Linked DNA regions of Sus scrofa: regions 2 and 3 are each linked to region 1. A link is a contact called in public HiChIP or PLAC-seq and promoter capture Hi-C data. All regions are on one chromosome and are shown on one strand. The core of a region is the stretch at or near the end of the contact, and the rest is flanking DNA. Distances in the headings are between cores, read along the strand shown.

Region 1 (3,664 bases), core at 610-3,109:
AATCCGACTAGTATCCATGAGGACTCGGCTTTGATCCCTGGCCTCACTCACTGGGTTAAGTATCTGGTGTTGCCATGAGCTGTGGTGTAGGTTGCAGGGGCGCCTCAAATCTGGCACTGCAGTGGCTGTGGTGTAGGGCCATAGCTGCAGCTGTGATTAGACTCCTAGCCTGGGGACTTCCATATGCCACATGTGAGGCCTTAAAACGCAAAAAATAAAAAAGTTAGAAATATACAATATTTGCTCTATTTTCTTTACAAAGCCTCATTCCACATCCTAGACTGATGTCTGGGAATGATTCTTAAAGTGTAAACGTTTTTAGTATTGTGTAAAAGTCAAGGCTAAATAATCTTATCCTTCTGTTTGGGCACACTTTTTTTTTTTTTTTTTTTTTTTTGATCTTTTAGGGCTACACTTGCGGCATATGGAAGTTCCCAGGCTAGGGGCTGAATTGGAGCTAGAGCTGTTGGCTTATGCCACAGCCACTGCAACGCTGGTGCCTTAACCCACTGAGCTAGGCCAGGGATAGAACCTGCATCTTCATGGATACTAGAAAAGTTCCTTACCGCTGAGCCACAGCAGGAACTCCCTGGGCACTGATTGTTATATGAAAACAAGATGCCTACCTGGGCACTAATAAGGTCTATCTATCTTCAACCATCGGAAAACCAGAGAATTATTCTATCAAAACTGTCCCCTTAACTGATATATCGTCTGTTTGAAGGAAAATCTAATTGTAACTCTTTTAACAGGGTCTGGATACCTCTAACAAAGTGAAATCCCTATAAATGTTTAGCACATGTATTTTGTTGAAATGCAAGCTTTTCTTTCTTTCTTTCTTTTTTTTTTTTCTTTTTTTTTTTGCCACTCTGCGGCATATTGGAGCTCCAGGGTCAAGGATGAGATCCAAGCCGCAACCGCGGCAATGCAGGATGCTGTGCCCGCTGTGCGGGACAGGGGACGCAACCCGCGTCCCAGCGCTCCCAAGAGGCTGCCCATCCTGTCGCGCCACAGCGGGAGCTCTGAAATGTAGGCTTTCTTTGTGCCCTCGGTACCCCATCACCACAAAAGGAAGCCCCGAGTCCGTCTAGGCTGGATTCCCGCCCTTCTCCGTCTCCTTCTCACCTTGCAGTCCTGCAGGATCCCGTCGCAATACAGCGCCACCTTCTCGTCCCGCCACATCCCCCTCGTAGGGGACACGCAGACTGGGGGCAGCGGCTGCGCCTCTTCGTCATCCTCCTCCAGCACCGACAGAAGGGGCTCCTCCTTCTCGTCGGGCCCCTCCCCCGGGCCCTCGGCCTGAGAGACCGACAGGAGCTGGAGTCGCCGCCGGGCCGCCTCCCGGCCCGCTTTCCCCTTCACGCGACGAGGGGAGGCCACCACCGACCGCACCGGGGACACGACGCTCTTCAGGGTCCCTGCCGCCTCCAACTCCCCAGTGGGCGCGGAGACAGTCTTCTCGCCTCGCCGGCCGGGGCTGACGGTTCGGACCGAGTCTTCAGGCACCGCGGGCCTGGGTCCCGACGCCATGGCCGCAGCACCCTGACGGCCAGCGGCGGCCGTTGGCCACTTCTCCCGCCCGGACGGCGCGGGCCAATGGGCGAGCAGAGGCCTCAGGGCCCGCAACGTGCGCGGCGGCGGCTCGCGGGGATCCCGCTGCGGCGTGGGGCGCTCGGCGCGGCCCGTGTCCGAAGGGGTTCTGGAGGTTGAGGTGAGTAGGGCTGCTGCGGGGCGGGCGCGACGGGGCGGGGCGGAAGGAAGGTTCTGGAAGAGTTGGACCGCGTGGCCTGAGGCGGGGGAGGGGCGCCACTGCTCTGGGAGTCCGCCCCCCGGCTGCTGGCTCTGACCTCACCCCGCTCGCCTCAGAACTCTCCAGAAACAGAATTGCCTCCTCGGGGAGGGTTGCCATGGGCTCCTCAGGCGTTTTCAGGGTGACCCTGAGTCGCCCTCCGGGTCCTCAGGTCCGAACAAGCGGAGGCAGCACCCAACCCTCCAGCACACCCATGGCCGCACAGACACAGCCTGAAAGAAAATTTATTGGTAAACTGGGTGGCGATGATAACTGGAACTTTCTGGTGATTACTAGAGGAACTTCGTGGGGAGTCCGGAGACCTCGGTTTCCCGCAGCATCTGCACAGGGTTCCCAAAATAAAATTTCTTTGACATTTTAAGCAAGACAGTTTCTGCCAAGAAGGGTAAGGTAGTCTATTTTCATGTCCCTTTGTGCTGCTGAAAATTCTCACGTGAGAGACTATATTATGTAACTGTGAAGCTGGGCGCTCGTGTCCAGCTGAGAGTAATGTGCGCGAACTGTGAACACTTTCACAGTAAAAGTCTACTCCACGGAATACAATTTGGACGGCAGGGACCACTCGTTTCTGTTTTTTTTTTTTTTTTTTTTTTTTTTGCTATTGAACCTAAGCGGAGCCAATTGGAATAACTTTTGTTTATAGTCCAGCTGTGAAGTACTGCACTGGGGCTGACAGCTCCCACGGAGAGAAACAGCATTGGGAAAACACCTGCCTGCCTTCACCCTCATCTGGAAGGACATTGTGTTAAATTTGGAGTTTATTTTGAGGAAAATATTAGGATTAATATCGTGTTACTCTAGCTCAGGGAATAATTACAACATTCATCATGTTTGACTCTTAAGTTTATTACTTTCTTTTTTTTTTTTTTTCTTTTTAGGGCCGTAGCTGCAGCTATGGAAGCTTCCAGGCTAGGGGTGAAATTGGAGCTACAGCTGCTGGCCGACACTCGACAGCAATGCCAGATCCCAGCCATCTCTCGCCACCTACACCAGGGCTCATGGCAGTGTTGACTAAGCTGGGCCAGGGATGGAAACTGCATCCTCATGGATACTAGTCAGGTTCATAACCCGCTGAGCCTCCAAGTTTATTCCTTAAAGTTGATTCCTCTAAGTTTATTCCTTCCTCTAAACTTCCTCTAAGTTTATTCCTTTTGTCAGAAGTCCTGGATTTTTTTTTAATGATTCTCTAATTATAGATTTCATTTACCACAAGTGGATAGTTTACACCAGCATTCTTCAGAACGTTGGTTTTAATAAATTTTGTATTTTTTTTAAATTCCAAGGTTCAGAATAATAGAGACCACTTGTCTTAGTCTAAAGTTTAAAAACAACAGCTGCCTCCCAGGGGAAGGAAGGAAGAAAGGGAGGGAGAGAGGAAGGGAGGGAAGGGAAAAGAAAACAAGTATTTGTAAGGGAGCTGCTATGTGCCAGGCAATGCATAGATACCGAAGTTCTAGACATAAAATACAAAATTCTGTTCTCATAATCCTAGTGAAGGGGACAAATGGGTAAATAGGTGATAGAATTTGGTAAAAACTATGATAAAAACTTATATATACGCACACACATCTATGTTTTAATATATGTGTGTTCCCCACTTTGTGAGAAGAACTGACTTTCCTTCTCAGAAGAAGTGATGCTTAAGCCGAATCTTGGTTATGAAAGCAGTGTCTGTTCCCTGACCCTTTAAAATGGAGCCAGGAGGCCATTGAGGTGGACCTCGCTCGTGTCCTCTCTGGTGGACCATAAACTCTTGAACCAGGCCGAACCACAAATACATTGGACCTTGAGCAGTGTGGGATTTTAGGGTAACAAGGCCCACACAATCAAAAATCCACATATACCTTTACAGCT
Region 2 (3,664 bases), core at 637-3,136, 480 kb after region 1:
TTGGAGGTCGGCTTTTGATCATTAAGGGGGACCCCCACTGGGGAATCATCCTCTGAGAGAGAGGGCTGTCATCAGCGTCTCACCACATCCCCAGCTCTAAAGACCACTTGTTAGCCTTCCAGGATGTGTTTCCACTTTCACTCTGGCCTCCTTGCGGCAGGAGGTGGCTCGGGAAGGCCACGAGGGGAACTCTGAGAAGATTCGGTCACCGAGGCTGTGTGTGGGGTGGGGTTTGGGGGATTTCTGTAAGGGGTCGACCCGCCGGGGAAAGTCGGACGTCTCTGTCGGCAGAAGAGGGATCTCGGCAGTCGTGTGCCGTTCTCCTCCCTCAGGGACCCCGTCCAGGCGGGATCCCGCCTCCCAGAGCCCGAGGCAGTTGTGGGGAAACCCCTCGCCCGCCTAGCTGCCAAGCGCCACCGTTCCGCCCTACCAGCTCCAGCCCGCCGCCCACCAGCCTGCAGGCTCCGCATCGTCCTCGCAGGCCCGGCCCTCCGCACACCTCGCACGGAGAGGAAAACTATGGAGGTGGTTTCCGCCCGTAGGCGGGTGGAAAAGCCCATGGTGAATGCCTCGGGGTCTCCCCCATCGCTGCGGGAAAGGGAAAGGGAGGAGGAAATGAACTTCACTCCCCAAGAGAACTACCCGTATTCCCAACCTGAGGGGAAGCCTTTGGATGGAAGGGAAGCCAAGGGGGAACCCTGGGCACTTCTCCGGGAATCCACTCGCCAAGGGAGGGTCACTCGGTGCGCACAAATTGGTTACTATGACAATACAACTGCAGCCTTCAGTTGCCTTGGCAGCTGCTTATCCAATCCGATTGGTTTCTTTTCTTCCCTGGGGCTCCACCCTATCCCCTCCAACAGTCTCCCAGCGTGAAGGGGGAGGGGCCGCAGAAAAAAAGGAGGGGGGTCCTTTAGCGTCACTCTAGGGCTCGAGGGCAGATCAGAAACGAGGGACTGGCGGCCGGAACTGTACGAGGAAGGGGAGGCGTTTCCGGTACGGAAGAGTGGAGGGGTGGAAAAAGGAAGCTAGAAATTGGGTGGAGTGGAAAGACGGGGGAAGACTTTCAGTGTAACTCCCAGTTGATTTGGGCTCAATGTTCCCGGTGAGGGTGGGGTTGCCCCCTCGCGCGGGAGGAGAGGGGTGGATTGGCCGGAAGCCGCCGAGCGTCTCCAGCGGGCTACTCAGCAGCCGCGCAGGTGCAGCCGAGCTAACAGATCCCAAGAGGGAGCGCTACCGAAAGGCGGAAATCGCCAGGAGGGACCGGCGCCGCTGAAATCTCGCGAGAGAGACCCCCACACTTCCTTCCTCTACTTCTCCCTCCTCTTTCCCCCGCCCCCATCCCTCCTCCCTCCCCCTCCCCCTCCCGGGTCGGAGTGTCCCTGCGCCCCACGGGCCGGAGCAGCAGCGAGAGCAGCTTTCCCCGCTCCCTCCCCCTCGCCTCACTCACCCCCACCCCCCCGCCGAGCGAGGAGGAGCCGGAGGAGAGGAAGATGGCGGCGGCCGCCAGCACCCGCGGTGCCGCGGGGCCGCTCCGAGGAGCCTGAGAGACCCACAGAGGCTTCGCGGGAAGACGCGGGCGGCGGAGGATGAGCCTGCAGAGCGCGCAGTATCTCCGGTGAGTGCCGAGGACGGCCCGTACGTAGAGGGGAGCGGACCGAAGGTTCGGGCATGGAGCAACAGACACAGAGGTGGTATGTCCGGGGTGGCGGGGGAGTTGCTGTGTCCTCTCGTTCTCCGACGGAGAGGCGGGGGCTGCGAGAGGCTCTGCGGGAGGGGGCGGAGCGGGCACACACATGGGTGCCTAGCCCCCACGGGCCGGCCTGAGTTCCAGCGAAGCCGGCTCCTCTCGGTGCGGGGAGGGAGGTTAGGAAAGCGTGAGAACGTGTGTGTGCGCGCGCCCCGGGTCGCGGGCTCGCAGGCGAGGGGTGGGGAGAGGCGCTCCCAGAGGCGGCCGCGACCCCGAGTGAAGGTGGGTGTGGAGGAGTCTGATGCGGGTGGCGGAGAAACCTGGTGTGGTGTGGGATTGGCTAGAGCGATGCATGGGGAGAAGACGAGGTGGAAGTCTGCACACCTGGGGTGAGTAGGGGGCTGGGAAGGAAGGACTAGTGGAGCGAGAGACCGCAGGAAGCTGGAGTTTGTTCTTCATTCTGGGGTTGGAAATACGGAGGAATAATGTCATCTGTAGTTAGTTGGCGGGTGGGGGGTTGGAGGCGTAAAGAAGGGGAATGGATGAGGAAGTGAGGAAAGAGGGAGGTACTGTGGACGGGGTTGGGTTCCCCCAAAGAACCTGGGTTAGAATCAGTGCATTTGGAAGGTACCATTCTAAGTGTCGTGTGGCTTAAGAGTGGTGTTAAGCACTTGTATGTGGGGGGGTAGTGTGACACATGGGTATAGAGTGTGAGAGTATGTGTATCTGGGGAGGATTAAGGGGGGCGATTGATGCATATTGTAGGTGGAAGAAGATGCAGACACAGTGGAACCAAGTGCATGATGGCGAGAGCATATTGAACAGAAAGACACCAGCTATTGTGCAGCTAAGAAGGTTCCATGGAAGCAGACTAAGAGCTTGGAGGTGGGGGTAGAGGTAAACGAGGGTCAAAATCCTGATGGCAGGGAAAAATAAAAAGATTGTTGGAACCTGAGGTTAATTAAGGAGTTGCCACTGCTTAGAAGGGGGAAGGAAGGCCTTGAAACGGGTCCTTTTTGGCTTTAACAGAACTAAAAGGGCTCACTTATGGGAAAATGCTTTAAAAAGTGGTTTCACACCTTGTGGAGGAGGGAATTGGATGGGGTAGAAGTCTGAAATGAGCCCAAAGTCACTTAAGCTGTTTAGTGAAGTGAAAATGGATCCTTGCATGTGTGTTGGAAGGAAGGTATGTAGTTAAGTGATACATGAGGGTAGCTATTCTACTTTTGAAAGTAGTAATAGTTTTATTAAGCAGAGTGTGCAAAGGAGGAAATGAGATCTTTCAATTATTGTTGAATCCCCAAGTTTAACGGGTACAGGATCCATAATACAACATATATGCCCAATAGCAGGTAGTTGGAATAATACCTATACATTGAGGTCCATTCTTCTCCTTTATTATCTCTTGATTGTTTAACATGTCACATAAACTAATATATACAACTGTGACAAAGATGTATAATAGATGCTGTAGAAGGGAATATGGAAAACTATTAGGATGGTCCTTAATTTTAAGGAATTTCCAGACAAGTGTGTATTAGGTGAGTAAAATATGGTAAAGATCATAAAAGATGCCAAGTGTTGTAAGAGTCCAAAGGCAGGAGATTACCTGAGCAATTGGGGTGGATCAGGAAAAGCTTCCTTTGTTTATTTGCTCATTCATACACATGATTCATCAGTCGTTTTGTCGATCACCTATATGGGAGGCATTGTACTGACTACTGAGAATAGAAAAATAAGAACTTCATCCTCCTCTTAGAGAATTTAAAGTTTGTTAGGCTTCAGGAATAAAATGACACTTAAGGGGACCTTAAGGATAAACAGTATTCTGACAAGTGTGGATTGAGAAGGAGGAATCCAAAAGGAAAGAAACCGAGTAGAGATCCATAGAAAGGGGGGTGGGGGCCAGGGCAGGTGTTCAGTCGAGTTAATCAAGACCTTAAGATGATGTAGCTGGAAAAGAGCTTCATAGAT
Region 3 (3,664 bases), core at 554-3,053, 270 kb after region 1:
CAGCAGGTTACTTTACATTTGCTGGACTCCATTTTACCATCTCGACGATGGGTCACCGAGCAGCCATTGCCCTTGGAGGTGAAAGTCTGTAGGTCAAAGAACTGGGTGTGTGCAGGGAGGGTGTACTGAGGCTCAGAGAGGTCAATACTGTCCTGAGATCACACAGTCCATTGTGGAGGCAGGATTCGAGCTTCACAGGGGCAGAGAATGTTGGACAGAATGGCAGTCCCGGTAAGGATGCTGACCTTGATCCTGAGAATCCAGTGCAGGTTTCAAGCTGAGGAATAACTTCAGTGCCACATACGTGGGGAAGAGCACGGGGGCAGCGGAGTGGAGGAGAGCTGGAAGGCGGGTTACCAAGAGGCCGGATGAGATCACTTACGAGACCGTTGATGTAACTGAGCAGAGGTGACGGCGCCCGCTCTGAGGCGTAGGAGTGGTGAGAGGGGCAAGATCTTCCCAGTCGGTGAGGTCAAGAATCCTCGCCGATTCTGCTGTCTGTCCTGCCCCAAACCACAGTGATACTTCGACGTAACCAGCTGTGGAAACTTGAGCTGTAGGTGACCCAGAAGGAATGTCAAGGTGGTAGGTCCGTGAGATACTGCAAACATTTTAGGATAAAATATTTTTTTTCTCACCACACCTGTGGCATACGGAAGTTCTCAGGCCAGGGATCAAACCCAAACCACAGCAGTGACAATCCCAGATCCTTAATCCACTAGGCCACCAGGGAACTCCCTAGGATAAAATTTTTTTCAATGGCTCCATGTGGAGCAGCTCAGGTTTCCTCACAGAATCCCTCACAAAAGAAAACTGATACTGGAGTTTGTGTCGTGGCTCAGTGGTGAATGAATCCGACTAGAAACTATGAGGTTGCAGGTTCGCTCAGTGGGTTAAGGATCTGGTGTTGCCGTGAGCTGTGGTGTAGGTGGCAGATGCGGCTCGGATCCCGCGTTGCTGTGGCTGTGGTGTAGGCCGGTGGCTACAGCTCCATTTCGACCCCTAGCCTGGGAACCTCCATATGCCACGGTTCCTCCCTAGAAAAGACAAAAGACCAAAAATACAAAAACAAAGAGAGAGAGAGAAAACTGATATTAATTAAAATCCTGGATTTAGGCTGAACTGATGTCACACTCATTTGGCCGGTTTTACCAAGCTTGAAGCACAGCAGATACGGAACTGGGGACTCAGAGATTCCAGCAACGTTTAGGAAATGGCTGGGTTCTGCTTGCTCAGTTCAGGGACCCACTTTAAAGCCTGGTTTTTCTGTGCAGCGTCATCACCGCCCAATGTAGAGACCAATTTAGCCTGTGTTGTTATACTGATGGGTCTTCTCTGTGATCCAATTACCCCCCCCATCCCCCGAGAAAACAAAACAAACAAACCCAACGACAACACAAAACCCAAACCTCCCTAGGTGAGAGTTTAGCAGCTTTGTTTAGGGATCTGAAAAGGTAATGAAACAACCAGGGCCTGTAAGGAGAAAGTGAGAGGAGGGAGACATTTGCTATGTGCCAGGCGGGTTTTTCATGGTATAAGATCATCTTAGTCTGTTAAAGGTCCCAGGAGATGGGCTTATCATTTTATTATTTTGTTCACAGAGGAGTTAGAGGAGGCTCGGGGAGTTTAATAGTGTCCCGCAGATCACACAGAAAATTGTGGAGGCAGGATTCAAACTGAGGCCTCTGTCTCCAGGGCTCCTGCTGTTTTTAAGAAGCTCATGCTGCCTCCCCATGGACATTTTGGCCCCAAGCCTGCTTCACTTTCCCTGCATGTCAAAACCCTAAATTCTGGCTTCCCCCTCCCCCAGGCAAAGGACTGACCACCGGATCAGCATTTCTGTCCTAGTGCTGTTCCTGCTCTGTCTGCTCTCTTGAGTCCTGGAACAATAAGCGGAATCTTTCAAAATGTAATAACTTCTGTAGTCAAATGCTGTCCCTGCACCTGACCTTGAGTTTGAATTGACTAAGTTCCACTCAAACCGATTCAAACCAAATGGGTCTGGCCAGGTGCCGATCATGCTGACATTAGTTTCAGCTCGTTTATGGGTAAAACATACCTGAACAAACACGACTACATTTCATATTGTAAATAAGCTAATATCTAGCCAGATTCCTGCTGTTTCAGGCCAGAGTGGAGTCTTACACCATTTCCTGACAGCTGGACTCCATCCCCCAATAGCAAAGCATACCTTGGCCTCTCAAAACCCTGAAGCCCAGCCAGTTTCTAAAGATCTTCGAATAGAAGACAGCAAAATATTTCCTAAGGGTGGTTCAGAAAGCATAACTTGGAGATGACTCTCATCCTAGGGATGAGCTTTGCTGGGCAGTATTCAGCCCCCTATGACCTTCGGCCTTCATCTTCTTAGAGCATGAGCTGTTGACTCTAACATGAAAACAGAAATCTAAGCTTCATATTGCTTAACTAAAGAGCCCAGCGGTGGAGTTGCTGTTGTGGCTCAGTGGGTTAACGAATCCGACTAGGAACCATGAGGTTGCGGGTTCGATCCCTGGCCCTGCTCAGTGGGTTAAGGATCCGGCGTTGCCGTGAGCTGTGGTGTAGATTGCACACGCAGCTCAGATCCCGCGTTGCTGTGGCTGTGGTGTAGGTGGCAGGTGCAGCTCTGATTCAACTCCTCGCCTGGGAACTTCCTATGCCTCAGGTGTGGCCCGGAAAAAAAAAAAGACCCCAGTGGCCTAAACTAGGCTATTCAAAATGCAAGAACAGGAGTTCCGTCATGGCTCAGTGGTTAACGAATCCGACTAGGAACCATGAGGTTGTGGGTTCGATCCCTGGCCTTGCTCAGTGCTTGCTCAGTGGGGAAAAAAGCCCAGCGGCTTAAACCAGGCTATTCAAAACCTAAGAATAGGAGTTCCCATCGTGGCTCAGTGCTTGACGAATCTGACTAGGAACCATGAGGTTGTGGGTTCGATCCCTGGCCTTGCTCAGTGGGTTAAGGATCCAGTGTTGCTGTGAGCTGTGCTGTAGGTGGCAGGTGCAGCTCTGTAGCTCTGTTTCAACTCCTCGCCTGGGAACTTCCTATACCTCTAGACCTCAGGTGTGGCCCGGAGGGAAAAAAAAAAAAAGAGCCCAGCGGCCTAAACTAGGCTATTCAAAATGCAAGAACAGGAGTTCCATCATGGCTCAGTGGTTAACGAATCCGACTAGGAACCATGAGGTTGTGGGTTCGATCCCTGGTGTTGCCGTGAGCTCTGGTGTAGATGCAGATGCGGCTTGGATCCCGCGTTGCTGGGGGGCCCTGACGTAGGCTGAGTGGCTACAGCTCTGATACGACCCCGAGCCTGGAAAGGTCCATATGTGGAGGGAGTGACCCAAGATATAGGCTCATCCAAGCCGTGTCTGCGACCTACACCACAGGTCACAGCAATGCTGGATCCTTACCCACTGAGCGGGGCCAGGGATCGAACCTGCAGCCTCATGGCTCCTAGTCAGATTCGTTTCCACTGCGCCATGACGGGAACTCCTCTTAATGCCTTTTTCTCCTAAGACAGGCCAGCCTGGCAGTGTGGATGAAGAAAGGCTGATCTTACTTGAGCAGAGCTCACTGAGGCCCACTGAGTGAGGCTGGGGATCGAACTTACGTACTCATGGCTTCTAGTCGGATTCGTTTCCACTGTGCCATGACAGGAACTCCTCTTAATGC

What was found. Promoter capture Hi-C pulls out the DNA fragments that hold promoters and counts their contacts. HiChIP or PLAC-seq counts read pairs in DNA pulled down with a chosen protein or histone mark.
Region 2: a promoter capture Hi-C map of fetal skeletal muscle shows a contact between it and region 1, with 5 times the contacts expected there. The contact joins the promoter of NMNAT2 here to the promoter of SHCBP1L in region 1. A contact is called at or near these places in 1 of 5 promoter capture datasets (fetal skeletal muscle), 1 of 47 Hi-C or Micro-C datasets (embryonic fibroblasts) and 1 of 2 datasets of contacts at active chromatin or transcription factors (skeletal muscle).
Region 3: an H3K27ac HiChIP or PLAC-seq map of skeletal muscle shows a contact between it and region 1. The contact joins the enhancer-like site here to the promoter of SHCBP1L in region 1. A contact is called at or near these places in 11 of 47 Hi-C or Micro-C datasets (epiblast stem cells, fetal skeletal muscle, heart right ventricle and 6 more) and 1 of 2 datasets of contacts at active chromatin or transcription factors (skeletal muscle).

What each region holds. Positions count from the first base shown.
Region 1 is chr9:124,219,991-124,223,654 of Sscrofa11.1, forward strand. SHCBP1L (testicular spindle-associated protein SHCBP1L) reads right to left here and starts at 1,860. Exons shown (of 10, transcript XM_021063784.1): 1 at 1,126-1,860. The coding sequence starts at 1,530.
Region 2 is chr9:124,696,025-124,699,688 of Sscrofa11.1, forward strand. It overlaps NMNAT2 (nicotinamide/nicotinic acid mononucleotide adenylyltransferase 2), which reads right to left and starts at 1,887. Exons shown (of 14, transcript XM_021063806.1): 1 at 1,451-1,887. SMG7 (protein SMG7) reads left to right here and starts at 408. Exons shown (of 22, transcript XM_021063792.1): 1 at 408-1,618. The coding sequence starts at 1,590.
Region 3 is chr9:124,489,843-124,493,506 of Sscrofa11.1, forward strand. The region is part of intron 25 of LAMC2 (laminin subunit gamma-2); the gene reads left to right. Among named protein-coding and RNA genes, the nearest start is that of LAMC2, 64 kb to the left of the region's middle. Within about 2 kb of position 1,804, at least 15 of the 83 cell types and tissues checked have an H3K27ac peak or open chromatin away from gene starts, as enhancers often do. A contact at or near this core is called in mesenteric adipose tissue, retroperitoneal adipose tissue, skeletal muscle and 1 more, where this site is marked.